Linked DNA regions of Sus scrofa: region 2 is linked to region 1. The links are chromatin contacts, called in public Hi-C maps. All regions are on one chromosome and are shown on one strand. The core of a region is the stretch at or near the end of the contact, and the rest is flanking DNA. Distances in the headings are between cores, read along the strand shown.

Region 1 (5,359 bases), core at 1,124-3,623:
GGCGTCATTGCAGCTTCTCTTGGTTACTCAGCCAAGGACTGCCCGGCTTCCTCGCCCCCAAAAACATCAGCTATAGTAGAGTGCTATAAGCCACTACATTGTGGTGGTTTATTAAACAGAAGAACTTACTTTGAATTTCTACTTTTCTATTGAAAGTTTTAAAATTCCATATTAAAATAACGGGACCAATAACAGTTACATAATAGTAACACCACTCTGGTGGCCTAGCAGTTAAGGACTTGGCTTTGTCATTGCTGTGGCTAGGGTCACTGCTGTGGTGGGGGTTTGATCCCTTGACTGGGAACTTCAACATGCTGCAGGTGTGGCAAAAAAAAAAAAAAAAAAAAAAAAAAAAAAATCCCCAGAAAACCACATTGAGACTGTCTCTATGATTAATTTAATTTCTGTCTCTGCATTAGCAGAGTTGGCTTTCCTTATCATACAGTAAATAGTTTTGCTCTTGGATTTTTTTGTTTTTGTTTTTTAGGACTGCACCCGTGGCATATGGAGTTTCCCAGGCTAGGGGTCGAACTGGAGCTGTCGCTGCTGGCCTATACCACAGCCACAGCAATGCCAGATCCGAGCCACCTCCTCGACCTACGCCACAGCTCATGGCAATGCCGGATCCTTAACCCAGTGAGTGAGGCCAGGGATCGAACCTGCAACCTCATGGTTCCTAGTCAGATTCATTTCTACTGCACCACGATGGGAACTCCTACTCTTGGCTTTGAGTCCAATTTTGAAGCTCATCCCAAGAAGATGAATAGGGTTACATGCCATCTGTTTATTATTCTAGCTTCTCTCTTGGTGTTACCTTTCCTTTATATTCTTATTGTCTGCTTACTCAATTAAAATGATTTGTTTTATAATATGCTTCTAAGTAAGGAATTGAAGGATTGAATCCTTCTCAGAACAAGGTGAGGCAATACAAGTAAATATTATAATTTAAACTTGTTAAGATCCCAAGCGACTTTCTGTCTTTTATGCTGCAAGTCTCCCATAGCCCTGGTTTCCTAATATCCCCCAAACCAGCTGGTCAAAGAACAAGACCATATTTTGCATTTGCCTGCAAATGGATGAATAAAACCGATTTTAGTTTGCTAGAGAGTCACTAATAGGCAAAAATGTGTCAAGTTTTGTTCTTTCTTTCCAGACACTTGTGGCAGTGCTTTCCATGAGGACAGCTCTTTAGCTCAGAAGCCAAATAATAAAAAGAAGCATTCAATATTCTTTGCTCTAAGAACAAATACATAGTTGCAAGAACACCTAAATTCTGTAAGATAAAAGATGCAAGTTTTCATTGTTTCATAATTCTTATCTTTCAAAGTATATTTTGTATCCCCATCCCCAACTCCCCCAGCAATCAATGTCTTCGTGTCCTTTCCCTGATACAAATTATGATAAAGTAGGAAGTAACCCCAGTATGTGCCAGGCATTGTGGGGAATCCAAAGACATCTAAGATTAAGGTTTCAGCAAACAAGAATCTGGAGAGCTAGCAGAGTGTACAGAAAAGAACTCCATTTCAACATAGGTATTGGTAGAAAGGCACTTATGGTGTGCATAGCATCACTTGGATAACTTGATAAAATGAGGCTGGCTGTGGAGCCCATTCCTAGAGATTCTAACAGGAAGGTAGGCGCAAGGGGACAGATCCTGTCTGGTGCAGGTGCCTTACCTACTCTGGAGGCTGGCCATGCGTAAGATGTAGCCATCGCTGGGGGTGCGTTGGGCAGGCAGAGAACGCCTCCACAGCGGCTCTAAGCACTCAATCTCATATTTAAGTGGCACTCGTCAGTGAAAACGGAGATGTCTTCGGGCACTTCAGGCAGTGATGAGGTTGAGGTGTGTTTTGTAACCGGCCTTTACCGTAGGCTTGCAGAGCCCTCGCCAGCACACACGCGTCACAAGGTTTAAGAATCAGACGCCCTCTGAAAGGCACGCTTTTAGAGCGAAGACAAATTGGGGCAAGGTTTTTAGCAAAGGCTTTTATAAATCATTCATTTACTTTAACCGTTACTATCAAGTACGAAAAACACTCTTGAAAGTACATTCTTCTTTGGAAAACCATGAGGAAGCATGAGAAAAACGTCCTGCATCCCCAGCGTAACTCGGTCTTGTTTGCTCCCGGGCTTTTTCAGCGTCTGCAGACCGCGCCCAACCACCGTGCGCAATCCGCGTTGTTTCACTGCGGGCTTCGGCGAACGCCCAGCGCGCTGCAGACTCCGCCTGACACCGCACTCTCCTCGCTTTACGAAGTGTCGCAAAACGTCGCCTACTTCAGGGTCTTCGGCCGCCGCGGCGTCGAACGCCACGTTGGCCTTTGTGACCCTGGGGGCCCAGGGGCGGGGGCGGGGCGGCGCGCGGCGATGACGCACTGCGCCGTGCGCCCAGACGGCGGTCGCAGCGCGGGGGAGGGGCGGAGGCTGCGGCAGCGTCAGGCGCGCGCACACGTTGCAGCTTGTCGCTTTGCGAGAGGCTGGGGTGTTTCGGACGGCGGCGTGTGTGCACTGACAGGTGGACCGGCCGACCAGGAGAGATGGCGACGCTCTGTCTGACCGTCAATTCGGGAGACCCTCCGCTGGGTAAGGGGCCGGGGCCACCGACCCGTGTGTGTTGCATCAGCCTTGGGGGGTGCGGGGCGGGAAGGTCGCCGCGCCCCGGTTGGCGCAGTGGCGGTCAGGCCAGGGAGCTCAGGCCTGCCCTCTCCCCCAGGATGGGCCTGGGGTGGGCCCCGCGCCCCTCGCCCTCTGTCCCTAGCAGGTGGATGTGCTCCTGAAGAGTTTTCTCGGGCGTGGATGTGGGCGCGGTGTGGGCCGGGGCAGGGCGACACGAGGCTCAGCTTCGGACCCTCTCTTCCAGAGGGAGGGCTCCCAGCGTCGTCCCCTCTCCCTTTTTGAACTGATTTCCCCTGGAGACCGAGCGTGGACGTAGAACCAACATTGTAAAACCTAAAATCCCCTTCGCACCGCCTCTTTTAGCATTTTTCCCAACTCCATTCATCTTTACCTACTTTCGCAAAAGATTTTCGATCCACTTGACTCAACTTTTCTTTACGTTTCATTGGGCTCAAAAGGGACGAGGCAAACGATCGTAGACACGGTTAAAATTTCAACCGAGGTTGCACTTATTTCTAATTAGAGGTGGCAGGGTAATTGCTGGAACAGTCAAGTGCAGTGCGGGCAGATGGAGGTGCTTGACCACACACATCGCACAGCAAAACGTCGGAAAAGGGCGGACTTGCGGACTTGTCATCTTCTAGTGCACCTTCAATTTGATGTGGTTTTGCTTTTTCAACGTGGCCAAAGTTATTGTGGATAGATAGCTTAGAATTTCTTCTAGTTTTTTTAAAAACTGCTTTGGGAAATTACACAAAAGAATTTAAATCGTTTATTAAGCTCATATTTTTAACGCATTTTTAAATGTAGATAAGCAATTATTTTTCTAATGTTTGAGAGGCCCAGACCTTAGGTACAATTGGCCCTGTAGGGCTACTGAAATTATTCATTACATTCTCATTACAGGGTGTTTTGAATCTCTTGGAACAAAACCCACAATTTAATAGCCATCTTAAATATTTAAAAAAATGATGTTTTAGCATATTGGTTCCAGTAATTATGGGCTAACCTCACCCAAATCAATGAAGTCTAGAAGAAATGGGTTTGATTCTGCAATTAGCACTGGACAATGTGACCTTATGCTTAAGAGCAAAGACATTTGGTTCCTGGAGACAGGAGTTCACTGTGCTTGCCATTTACAAGTTGCAGAACCTTGCAAGTTCCTTGTCTGGCATCTCCCACAGTTCCCTTGTTTAAGAAACAAGGCGTAATGTCTTCCACATATGGTTGGTTGCCAGAGTCAAATGAGACTGTGGTTCAAGTTCCTCACACGTTGTAGATACACAATAAATAGGTGTAGTTTTTAACGAACGTTGCTTAAAATAACCCTAAAGATGATAGATGTCTTTTTCTGAGTGAGTTATTAAGCTGAGAACCATGTTTGCAGTATTCTGGAAAAGGGTCATAAAGAAAGTTGTTGTCATGATGAACTACAGACCAACTAGAGGGTATATATTTCTATTTGCTTCTCTCCCTCTTTTTTTTTTGTTTTTGATTTAATTGTTCCAAATCGTTTAATTCAAATATGTTCTATCTTTAAATAGTCAGTGAAATTAGATGAAATGCTTAGAAAAACAGATTTTATTGCTAGACTCTCCCAGTTTAATATGTATTCACCATTTTTTTTTTTTTTTTTTTTTTTTTTGCTTTTTAGGGCCGCACCCACAGCATATGGAGGTTGCCAGGCTAGGGGTCCAGTCCGAGCTGCAGCTGCCAGCCCACACCACAGCCATAGCAACACAGGATCCGAGCCTCGTGTGCTAGCTACACTGCAGTTCAGGGCAATGCTGGATCCCTAACCCACTGAGCGAGGCCAAAAATCAAACCCGAAACCTCATGATTCCTAGTCGGATTCAGTTTCCACTGTACCATGACGGGAGCTCCTCACCACTTTTTTTAAAGTTAAGATAATTTCATATCTAAATAGGTACAAGAATAGAACAAAGAACATTTTTTTTCTCCAATAGCACTGGAGAGCATGTTGCAGGTAATAATGTTTCAATTCCCCAGAATGCTCCAGTACATCTCTCTCAAGTAAGATAACTCTGTATGCCCTCATAGGACTGTCAAAATCGGGAATACACATTAATATAATTCATCCCTCTAATGGACAGGTCCTGTTTATATTCCTACCTTGATTGTCCCAACGGTACCTCTATAGTGCAAGGATCAAAGTCTAGGATCATATTTGGCACCTGCTGGTTATGTATCTCAATTCCTTTCAATCTGGAATGGTTTTCTTCGTCTTTCGTTGGCTTTCATAGGAAAACCTCTCTGGATATTATAGTCCACTTACTTGAAAAATGACCCCGATCAGATTATTTCTTTTTTTTTTTTTTTTTGCTTTTTAGAGCTGAACCTGCAACATGTCGAGGTTCCCAGGCTAGGGGTCTAATTGGAGCTACAGCTGCTGGCCTACGCCACAGCCACAGCAATGCTGGACCCAAGCCATGTCTGTGACCTACACCACCGCTAACGGCCACACTGGATCCTTGACTCACTGATCCAGGCCAGGGATTGAATCCAAAACCTCACGGTTCCTAGTCAGATTCGTTTCCAATGCACCACGATGGGAACTCCCTGTTTCATGGTTCTTTGTGGCTAGAATCAAGCTGTATGTCTTTGGCAGAAATAGCACAGAAATGATTCATTGTTCTTCATTACAGCCCATTAATTGGACCATGAATTTTTCCCATTACTGATGATTTTACCTTGAGTATTTAAGATGCTGTCTGATGGCTTT
Region 2 (5,359 bases), core at 1,814-4,313, 37 kb before region 1:
TAGGGCCACACCCAAGGCACATGGAAGTTCCCAGGTTAGGGGTCTAATCAGCTACAGCTGCCAGCCTACACCACAGCCACAGCAACTCGGAATCCAAGCCATGTCTGTGACCTACACCGAAGCTCACAGCAACGCCGGATCCTTAACCCACTGAGCAAGGTCAGGGATCGAACTCGCATTCTCATGGATGGACAAAGGAGAGATTTGGCTCCGAGCTCAATTCCTTCTTCCCAAAATTAAACAGTGCAGTAGTCCAGAAAAACATTTCTTCCTTTCCACATTTATTAAAAGTGGAAAGGAAGAAATATTGTTAGGGCAGCCAGACCCGACTGAGGCAAATGATATCAAGCTGTCCATGGAGGAAATTTCCTGGATATTTTTACTCACCACAAGGAAGATTTTATTCTATTTTTAGGGCGGCACCTGCAATATATGGAAGTTCCCAGGCTAAGGGTCAAATCAGAGCTGAAGGTGCAGGCCTACACCATAGCCAGAGCAACACGGGATCCGAACCTTATCTGTGACCTATACCACAGCTCACGGCGAAGCCAGATATTTAACCCACTGATTGAGGCCAGGGATTGAACCTGCATCCTCATCAATACTGGTCAGGTTCTTAACTCGCTGAGCCACATCAGGAACTCCGTGCAAAGTATATTTAAATAGAGGTTTTATTTTAAGTCTCATAACCTAAATTACCTTATTTAAAGCATGTCCAACATGCGGGTCACCGTTCGCATAAGGAGGTCCATCGTGAAGACAAAATTCTGTCTTCGCTTTTCTTTCTCTTTGCCATGAATAAAGTTCTGAAAATCCACACTTCTGTTTAAAAAGAACAATAACATCTGCACATCATTTAAATACATACTCCTGAATCTTACCATAAATAACAACCCGCACTTTCTTATTTCCTATCCCTATCCCACAACTCTAGAACACAAACGCTTTCTAAAATGCATATCTGAGGACTCATCTCTCAAAACTTTTTCTCTTTTTGTTTTTCGGCTTCCCCTATAGCATGTGGAAACTCCCAAACCAGGTTTCAAAGCCATGCCACAACAGTGACCTGCGCCACAGCAGTGACAATGCCGGATCCTTAACCCACCGGGCCACCAGGGAACTCCTTAAAACTTTTTGATAGTTTCTCTGCAGATTTTGGTTTCAAGCCTAAACTCTTTATAAAGTACATAGGATCCTCTAAAGGTTAAGTACTGCTAAGTTCCTGGGCCGTCTCTCAGCACTCCCCACCTTCCACTCATGCTGAAGGAGTGGATCCCTCACCATAGACAGACAGACACACAGGCACTACTTACCCTCCACTCCATGCTGAAGGACCTGTAGAGTCTCCAACATGTACCGCATACACACACACACCCTTAATTTTACTATCCTCTGGTCTCAGCACTTGTTATCTCCATCAGGAATAACACTCACAGCAGTACCACTCCCCTCCCCCCACCTGTTGTATGACCTTGGCCAAGTCACTTTGCCCTTGTGGGCCAGGGCCCTCATGTGAAAAAAAATGTTAATAACATCCAAGTCACCAAACTGGTGTGAAGATTATAGGCAAAAATAAGTGAAATTGTCAGTCCCGGAAATACAGAAGGTCCTGCCAAAAAACACTTTAAAAATTAGATGGCTGGTGGTCCCAACGTGGCTCAGCTGAACGTAATCTGACTAGTAGCCATGAGCACGCAGGTTCCACCCCTGGCCTTGCTCAGTGGGTTAAGGATCTGGCATTGCCAGGAGCTGTGGTGTAGATCAAAGACAAGGCTTGGAACCCGTGTTGCTGTGGCTATTGTGTAGACAAGTGGCTACAGCTCCAATTCCACCCCTAGCCTGGGAAACTCCATATTCCAAGGCTGCGGCCCTAAAACGACAAAGAAAAAAAACTAGACGGCCAAAACGGGTTTGTGAGTCTGGAACTCTGATAGCTGTCATAAGAATATTTAAGATAAGTGCATTTAATTAGCCAACGCGCATTCAGAATACCAGGGCTTTTAAAGACTAGGATTTACAGAAACCAGCTAGTGACTCTCTGCCCTTAGAGAGTTCAATCTAATACAGGAGACAGAAGCACAGTTTCGGAAGAGGATTCGGAGGAGTAAGCAGCGCAACCTACCCAGCAAACAAGCCATAATTCCAACTAGGGGCCTACTGATACCGTGAAAGTGAGCTTCAATTTCCCCTCATGAGTGAATGTCTCTTTATATGTGTATATGATAATCTGCTTCTTAAAAAGATCTTGGAAAAGCGTCCAAATTCGACTGGTTTTGCCTCAACTAAAACTGGGATTTACAGCCTATCCACGCTACGTGGGCATCGCTAGGGTATCCCCTAGCATCCACTCTGGAACCTACCGCCTCCAGGAGACATGCCCAGAGGTTTCCTCACTCCTGTTTTCAGCTACACCACCTGCGCGAAGCGGAGAATTTCGCCTCAGCTGGTCACAACACCCCCGGCCCAAAGGAGCCAGGACCCTGGAGCCTGTGGCCCGGCCCGGCCCCGTCCCGTCCCGCCCCGCCCCGCCCCGCGCCAGGTGTGGCAGGCCCGGGCGTGGCTCCGGGGAGGCCCGTGTCCTCTCCGCCCCCGCCGGGCCCGGCTGCCGAGGCCCGGCTACACACCCGCGCCGCGCACAGTCGGGCCCGTACCTGCTGGATTTCCAGCTCCGTGTCGGGCTGCTGGCTGCCCAGCAGTTTCATGGGGAAGCTGGTCTGCGGCAGCAGCACCGTGTCCCGATAGCTGCCATTCCTCGAGTTCTGCAGCTGGTTACTGGCCCCGGTGACTGACCGCACCGAAAGCCTCCCCGTCGTCCCTCGCCAGCTCGGCCTACAGGACGGGCGGGGCTGCACCCACAAATTCCGGGCCGCGGCCAGGGCCGCTGCCCCCGGCCCACTCGGGCGCAGCCCCCAACGCATGGTGGGCCAACGCCAGCCGCCAGGCGAGCGCCAGGGCCTTAACTCGGCCCGGGATCTGAGGACCTGGGAGCGCGGAGCACCTGCGCGCGGTTTTGCAGGAGTGCGCACGCGCGCGGGAAGGGGAAGGGGCGGGGAAGGGGCGGGGAGCGCTGCATGGGCGGAGCCACGTCCGGGTCTTAGCGGCAACCTCCCCGGGGCGGGGCTGCCTCTGAGGGGCGGGGCTAGGTGTGGCCCGCCCTTTTGGCTCCTATTTCAGTGACCTTGTCTTTTTTCAAGAATACATTTTATTTAACCCAATAGGACCAAGATATCATCACTTAAACATGTAGTTAATATGAAATCTGTCTGAATCTTCGAAATTTGGTACGTGTTTTTAAGTACAGCACATCTCCTTTTGGACTACTTGCGAAGTGCTCAACTGCTACCGGGGGCTGATGGCTACCTCCTGGGAACACTGCTCCAGCGAATACAGCCAGCCTCCACATAACAAGCTGCTGACTGCAATAGTGCTGTTTCCCCCTGAACCCCGCACTGAGGGTACACTGAGAAATCAGAGCGGAAGGCTACTCTCTGGGGCCCCTGCATAGTTCTCCTCCCGCTTGTTGGGTCTACAGTCAGTTGTTTATCCTTAACCTTATTCATGCCAATTGTACTTGTTATGTAATTATAAGTTAATTAGAAACACAAGTGGATGGTTAAGATGAAAAGTTTTGTTATGCATATATTTTTAACATAATAGAATAAATGGTCTGATTTAACTCAGAGTTATTATGGAAATCAAATAAGATTGTAGATACAACCTTCTCAAACTAAAATTCCATGTAAGGGTAGCCATTTGTCGATGCCCCTTTCTGCTGTTTTTAATAGAAATTGTTTGTTTCGAATTACAGAAATTTGGGAGTTACATGAGAGCACAATGAAAGTTGCTCACTAACTGTTCTCTCCCCCAAAACAACTTTTTTTAGGAAAAACTAAGCTGAAGTTCAAAAGAATCCAGTTAAGGCAAGTCTCTACAAAGCAAAAACGAACTAATGTTCAATTGCGCAAAGGGTAAAGTAGTAGGGAGAACATTGTAAAAAATTGATAAAGATTCTGCTGTTAAGAGTTTTTCTAAGTGTTTAACCTACAAAATGATGCAGATGGTGCCTTATGGCTCTTCATCATCAGCAAAGATAAAGCAAAATTCCAATCTGGGGGCCCAAGCTCTAAGAAAAGGCCTAGACCTTCCCACACTGTTAGTGGGAATGTAAATTGGTGCAGCCACAGTGGAAAAAAGTGTGGAGGTTTCTCAAAAAACTAAAAATAGAACCACCACGTGATCCAGCAATTCCACTCCTGGGGATATATCCCCAAAACACAAAAATACTAATTTGAAAAGATACATGTACTTCAGTTTTCCTAACAGCATTATTTACAATTGCCAAGGTATGTAATCAACCCAAGTGTCCATCAACAGATGAATGGATAAAGAAGACGTGGTACACACACGTAAGCGCTAGCAGCACAAATCAGCGTAAAGTTTTTCTACGGGGAGCCGAGGTGGGGGTGTCCCGACCTCCTGAAGCTAGTCCACGGACTCCCAGAGTTTCGAGGTTGGGTAGCCACCCTCCCCCGCAGGGCGGTATCACTAATCCACCCAACACAAAGTGCACTGGAAGACACCTGCAAGCAGAACAGAATCTTTCAGAGTGGCTACACCTTCAGTATAGATTTCAGGTGACTGGACCCTACGGAAAGCTTGGCGAAAACACGGAGAAGCGGACGTTACCGCGGATCGGGAGTCAGACCTGGGCGTCAATTACGGCGAAGTAGCTGTTTTGCGCCTGCGCCGAACTTCCCGCATGCTCAGTAGCTGAGGTTGGCCGGTCAGCATGCACTGCTGACCTATCCAAGGAGTGTAAGCGCTGAACTGCTCGCAGTGGGGACCTGTGGCTTGATAACACTTTTTTTGGTTATTCCTGAAGTGTCTTTCGTCTGACTTGATCCCAGTCTTGTCACCGTAAGTAATTTTCTCCCCTGAGGGTCAGCGCGGGGCCTTAGGCGGATCTGAGTAGTATATTGGTCTCTTAACTCCACGTCTTTGCACAGAAGTGAAGAGATTGAAGGGGTTTATGTTTTTAAAAATTACGTGAATCAGATCGCCTCTCCGGATATTCCAATTTCGGAGCTGGATTCTTGAGTGTCGGAATCCAGCTTTTGATCGTTTATCTGTATTGTTATTTTCTTGCCCTGGGGTCTTTTTATGGCTATATATTGTTGAAATAAGGCAAACCTGGACAATGGCTTCTTTTAGTGCACCCTGATTTAGAGACCGTCTTATGCCTAAAATTAAATTTCGTTAAATTTGCATGCATTCTTCCTACTGCCTTTTCTGGCTGTAGATTTGCTTAATTTATTTAGTGTCCCTGAAAATGTAATTTCTAGGTCAAAAGATAGGTACA

Evidence for each region. A called contact is a pair of places that touch in the nucleus more often than the background predicts.
Region 2: a contact with region 1 is called in a Hi-C map of embryonic fibroblasts, with 4 times the contacts expected there. The contact joins the promoter of IARS2 here to the promoter of EPRS in region 1. A contact is called at or near these places in 13 of 47 Hi-C or Micro-C datasets (alveolar macrophages, embryonic fibroblasts, epiblast stem cells and 5 more) and 2 of 2 datasets of contacts at active chromatin or transcription factors (alveolar macrophages and skeletal muscle).

Annotation. Positions count from the first base shown.
Region 1 is chr10:9,645,430-9,650,788 of Sscrofa11.1, reverse strand. It overlaps EPRS (bifunctional glutamate/proline--tRNA ligase), which reads left to right and starts at 2,373. Exons shown (of 32, transcript XM_021064315.1): 1 at 2,373-2,583. The coding sequence starts at 2,538.
Region 2 is chr10:9,683,345-9,688,703 of Sscrofa11.1, reverse strand. It overlaps IARS2 (isoleucine--tRNA ligase, mitochondrial), which reads right to left and starts at 3,063. Exons shown (of 23, transcript XM_005656783.3): 1 at 2,652-3,063; 2 at 700-822. The coding sequence starts at 2,918. BPNT1 (3'(2'),5'-bisphosphate nucleotidase 1) reads left to right here and starts at 4,589. Exons shown (of 10, transcript XM_021064317.1): 1 at 4,589-4,917.